Regions from separate parts of the Mus musculus genome. Here region 2 is linked to region 1. The links are chromatin contacts, called in public Hi-C maps. All regions are on one chromosome and are shown on one strand. Each heading gives the region's core, a stretch centred on a gene start, on an enhancer-like site or on the middle of the called end of the contact. The rest is flanking DNA. Distances are from core to core; before and after follow the strand shown.

What was found. Hi-C and Micro-C count contacts between places; a contact is called where the count stands out from the background.
Region 2: a contact with region 1 is called in a Hi-C map of uterus, with 4 times the contacts expected there. The contact joins two enhancer-like sites. A contact is called at or near these places in 3 of 484 Hi-C or Micro-C datasets (cortical neurons, embryonic stem cells and uterus) and 1 of 115 datasets of contacts at active chromatin or transcription factors (fibro-adipogenic progenitors).

The regions. Positions count from the first base shown.
Region 1 is chr8:91,216,993-91,219,692 of GRCm38.p6, reverse strand. Rpgrip1l (Rpgrip1-like) reads left to right here. Exons shown (of 26, transcript NM_173431.2): 26 at 1-2,663. All of the region lies in intron 2 of Gm36243 (a long non-coding RNA gene), which reads right to left. Among named protein-coding and RNA genes, the nearest start is that of Gm36243, 7.8 kb to the right of the region's middle. Within about 2 kb of position 1,277, at least 30 of the 459 cell types and tissues checked have an H3K27ac peak or open chromatin away from gene starts, as enhancers often do. A contact at or near this core is called in uterus, where this site is marked.
Region 2 is chr8:91,375,632-91,378,331 of GRCm38.p6, reverse strand. The region is part of intron 1 of Fto (fat mass and obesity associated); the gene reads right to left. Among named protein-coding and RNA genes, the nearest start is that of Fto, 63 kb to the right of the region's middle. Within about 2 kb of position 1,426, at least 90 of the 459 cell types and tissues checked have an H3K27ac peak or open chromatin away from gene starts, as enhancers often do. A contact at or near this core is called in uterus, where this site is marked.

The sequences.
Region 1 (2,700 bases), core at 28-2,527:
AAATTACTTGGATTAATGTGTTAATCTCCCTCTTTAAAATGCTAATATCTACTTTATGCACATTAAAGCTCAGTATGCATTTTCTTTGATGCATACAGTTTCTATCAATTAAATATAAAGAAGGAGACTTGGCACCAACTTATTAAGTTACTCCCAGTCCTATTTTGTTTCTTTATAAACATTGTAGTTGTTCCAGGTTATGTGGTATCAGTGCATTTTTGATGCTGATGCTGGATCCAGGGTTGTATTCATATAAAGATGGATGGATGGATGGATAGATAGATAGATGCACAGGAAATCTATACTTTAAAAATTAAAGTTATTGTATAGAAAAAAATTAAAGTATGGCTCAAATTCTAAAATGCTTAGATATGAAAGGAGGCCCTTTATCATTTTTAAACTTACATCAATCAAGCTTATTCAGTGCTGGGATGTATCTGGATATCCAGACCCTCAGAAAGCAGCTCCAAAAGTTAATTTCTCGCTTTTACGCAGTCTCGCTGAAGGGTTTAATTGATATTTTTAATGGAGCTGTGAATCAGTGCTGCAAAGGAATTGTCTCTGGGGGTCTGAGATATAATGCATTTCATTTTTTAATTTACTTTTTTATTTGTCATTTTCTTCAAAGGATTTTTATAGGCTGTGGGTTTTCACTGTTTGCAAACAGGCTATTCCTTTTTAAGCATATGTAAAGTATTCAGGGAGATAAGTAATTTATTAAAATCTACCTAATTTGCCGTGCTATATTAAATCTCTGCTTCAGTGATCACAGACCATTTCATTTAGAGAATTAGGCATTCCCTCTTTGTGTGATTAAAGTCCTGGAAAATGAGTTCTTTGCTCCTATTTGTGAACATTCAAAGCCTGCTAATGGCAGGAAGATGGAACAGATTATGAGACAATTCATTACAGTTCAACAGGGGGAAAAGCAGCTATAATGCAAAAATGCAAGTATGAATATCAGCGTATAGCTGAACCATCTGTGCTCCAACAGCTTCGGTGATGACTCCTCCTTGGGAGGCTTTGAAATGACATCCGTACGATATTAATTTGTTGGCGCACTCTGTGGGACCAGTAGAGTATGATCTGACCACAGAACTCTATAAATTCTGTCTGTACCACTGGGCACCCCTGTCCTCAGGCCTGCCATCTCCAAGAAGAATCTTGCTCTCATCAGACTGAAAAATCTTCATAACAACTCATTCCTCTGGAACCTTCCAGTGACCACAAACATCTGCAGACAAAGGCTCTCCAGTTCTAGTAAACAACCACATGTTTGTTGTCACTTTAGCTGGCTCTGAGCTCATCTTCTTGGCCTCCCTTTCTAGCTTTCTTTGGCTTTGTGCAGCTACAGTGTCATTAAGACCCATAATATTCCCTGCAGTAATTTAAAACAGCCAGATTATACCCTAGGATTAGCCGAGTGGGTTTGAGACATTTATTGTGGTGTGCTCCTAGGAGGCAGGCATTATTGTTTAAAATGTTATATCCAAAACTAAATAATGCTTTCTCTGGGGGGGGAACGGGGTGGTGCTGACTTCTTAGCGTCCGTCGTTAAGTGGAGACAGGAAGTTACAATCCAAAGACCTTCTACACGTGAGTCAGCTGTGTCATATTTATACCTCAGGTAAGATTGTGGATTATCCAGGCTTCTCTTATATCTACTAGCTTTAAAGTTCTCAGCCTCAGACTCCTGCCAGCGTTCCCGGTACTGACTTCACATATAACGGTGACTAACGGGTTCTGAAGAGAGAGATCAAGTGAGTGTCCTCACTTGAAGTGCACTGGCATCTTTGTCTAGATGTGTGTTAACCAGAGTTCATTGAAAAGTTCACCTCCACTGGTTTAAAGTGCTGTGCTGTCCTCTGTGAACCAGGCTTGCTCTGTAGAGGATGGCTGGGAAGTGGGGGTTCCACTCACACAGACACAGCCCTGGAGGAGAACTTGCAGCTCTCAGTAACTGCACAGTACACTCAGCACTCTAGAGCTGTAATGCTTTTAGTTTGGAAATATAAATAGAGATGTGATGTGGCGTGTGGGACAGTGTATTATACATGGTTTTTTTGCCTACTGTAGTAGAAATGTCAAATTCCCAGCCACTGTCATGAGAAGCAGTTGACAAAAATAAGTTTTATGGTTTACAGTGTGGTTTACGTAGAGAATATTTCTCTTCACTCTCGGTTTCAACATGTTTTCTGAATTATCATGGTTTGTTGCCATTTAACTTAAATTAGTTTTTTTAAGAATAAATAGAGTCTATGTTTAATCAAATAAAGAAAGGCCACATTGAAATTCTGCTGTTCCTGCCATTCATTTGTTACCACAGAACACAAATAATTTCTATGTGTCATGAAGAAGTGTGGGCTGAGACGTGGTCATGTGATTTGGGAGACTCTGCGTGCACCAATGTTCCCACAACAAAACATAAATTATTTTAGTAATCTGACATCAAGAGCTGTGACAATGAAAACCAGCTCTTACACATGTTCTAACAAGAATCTGATTAACATTTTTGTGGATATGGAAAATAACTTTTTTTAGTCAAGCTGGCACTGTTGCTGAATTTAGAATGATTTCCTTATGTACAGGATTGCAAAATGTGAATCATGTCTGTGAACAAATATGAGAATAAAGTGTGATCTTTGTGTAACATAAAACACCAAGGAAGAGACTTTGGGTTGTGAAAGGATCAAGTGATTG
Region 2 (2,700 bases), core at 177-2,676, 160 kb before region 1:
TTTCCATAGTACTGACTCCTAAAGTGGCACTGGGTAGGTATACATTATCAATGCAGGGTAGTCATCACAAGTACTAGGCCAGTATAGAGACCGCACCAGGACAATGCCCTTCTGCTGCTAAAGCTTCACAAGAGATCTGCTCTGCATTACTACGACCAGACAGAAGAGAGACCCAGGAGAAAGCAGAGGCAGGCATGCAGGTATGTTGTAGGAGAGAAGTAGAGAGAAGCGGAGACAGGGAGCATGGGCCCCACTACAGGAAGAGCGTGGACCACAATCTAGGCAGATAATGAACAAAAGGAGGAGAATATAAACAGACAAGCCAAAGGGGTCATTAGGGATCAGAGCAGAGAGAAGGCTAAGTCATGGACCTTCTGGTTTCAGTGCTCACGTCTTACAGTTTCTGCTTCTGAAGCGTACATGTCAGTACAGCCACCGAATCATTCAGTCATCCACCAGGCCTAACTCTTCCCTCCTTTCTCTTCCTATGTCTTGGCAGCCATTATCTCCTACCTCCATTGGCTTACCTGTTCTACACATGGAAGTAATCGTGTAATGTGTGATAGCAACCTTGGCCTCCTCACGCATGAACACACATGCGTACATGCCTACATGTACACAAATGGAGAAAGAAAAACAGAGACAAAACCACACAAGACACTGTTCCTCTCTGGCACGGAATTCACCAGACCAAGCCCCTGTGTTATTAAATGCAGTGTGATTCCTGTTCTTAGGTTTCACCGGAGCAAATATTTTATCAGAAAATAAAGGAATAAAAGAGAGGAATGTAAGGGAGCAAAATATCTAAAGGCTCAGAATGCAAAATGTGACCGCGAGCCACCAGCAGGGCCGCTGAAGGCCTTTGTTGGCAAACCACACCCTGAGGCCTTTGAAGGCCCACTCACCAGCAGGATAAACAGATTAAATTTCGCCCACATTTCCCATTAACACTTCTTTACAATTTAAGAAAGTGAGCAGTTTTTTAAAACATTTTACTTTAAAACTTATTTGGCCTGGAAAACCCCTTAATGATTTTCTTAGAAACTCCAAATCAACACTCTGGAGCCCTAGAGCAACCTCTCTTGGAAATTAGAAAACACTTACAAATTATTATCCAATGTAGTCACTTTTTTGTGTGTGTGTGCATAAAATAAGTGTCATCTTTGGAAGCTGCTGTAAGACTGCATTTCACAAACCCCCAATGGGACAGTTGTGCAGTTTCAGTTCAGAGTCTGGAGACAAGGCTTTTCTCACTTCTCCATCTCTAGACTCCTGAGGAACATGCGGAGGACGAACGGCAGCTCCTGCTCGCTCTCCTCCTTCCCGCCCAGCTCTGGCCAGAGGAGTGGGAACAGATGTGTTGAGTGCCACAGCCAGAGCTGGCCCATAAAAACGCTCCTACACACGGCCCTGCCTGCTCTCCCTCCCCGCTGGCTTCAGCGGAGATAACCTGAGGTGACCTCTGCAGCCTTCTGTGGAGCCCGCCAAGGTTCCTACTGACAGAATGCATGAAGCCAAGTATCCCTCGCTACTACATAAGCAAGAAATCAAAACTACATTTAAGACGTCATGCAGAATCTTCACGTAGTTTTTGTTACAACAGACACCTCCCTAAACTCGTAACACAAACCCGCAGGACTAGCCATAGCTCCTAAAGCATTTCACACGCATGGCCATGCTTGACATGGCTTAACGACTATGTTTCCTCTTCTTCTAATTTTGTGCAATTGCTAATTGCTGCTAGAAATGGCGAGTAAAGACTGGTTACGCACAAAGCTTTGTTCTAAACAGTTTATCCAAATCAACACACTGGAGCCTTAGAGCAACCTCAATGCCGCTACCATAGTTTTGTTCACTTGATAAGACAGGAAAAGGAAGGAACAGAGAAATTCAGCAACTTGCCTTAAGTTACATAATTAGAAAGCAGCAAAGCCAGTACTCAGATCCACGTACCCCCGCCCTGGCATCTAGGCATTTAACCAGTGTGCTTTCATTGACAGTAAAAGCTTCAATTCCAACAGCATGTTCTCTCTCTCTCCCTCTCCCTCTCATGTGCACACACATACACACACACACACACACACTTCCCTCCTTCTTTTGCTCCCTCCCTCCCTTGCTCCCTCTAACATACACATAGTAAGGTAATCCCACTCCCTCATGTTTGACACACACATGCTCACAGCCAACATTAAAGAGAACTTCAGTAACCCAGGGCAGTTGTGGTTTGCTCTGAAACCTGACTTCTAAACAGCCATCAACTGCATATGTCAGCCCCGAGAGCCAGTGGAACAACACACTTGCTTTCATGAAAATGGTCCTGAAAACAGCTAATATGTTAGTCTTGACTGTCCCAAAGAAGTGAGGATTAACTTTATTGTGGGTTAAATTAGTTGAACTCCAAAAGAGTAAAAAAAGACAAGGACAATAAACAGTCCCATTGTCTCAGGCCCCTGGAAGCCAAGGGTGATGAGACCAAATGCAACTTGAGAAGGAGTCTGAGCCTGAGCATTTTTCAGATTCCAAGTAAAGAAACAAGGCAAGCTTTGACATGGACAAGATACCCGAGACCACAAGCAGCAGCCCCGAGTGTAGTCCGTTTCAGACAACTCTAGAACCACCCCTAAATGACTGCTGAGGAGCCCAGCGGAGGCTAGTTTTCCCACACTGCACCATTCATCACTCCGACCAGGCACCAACTGG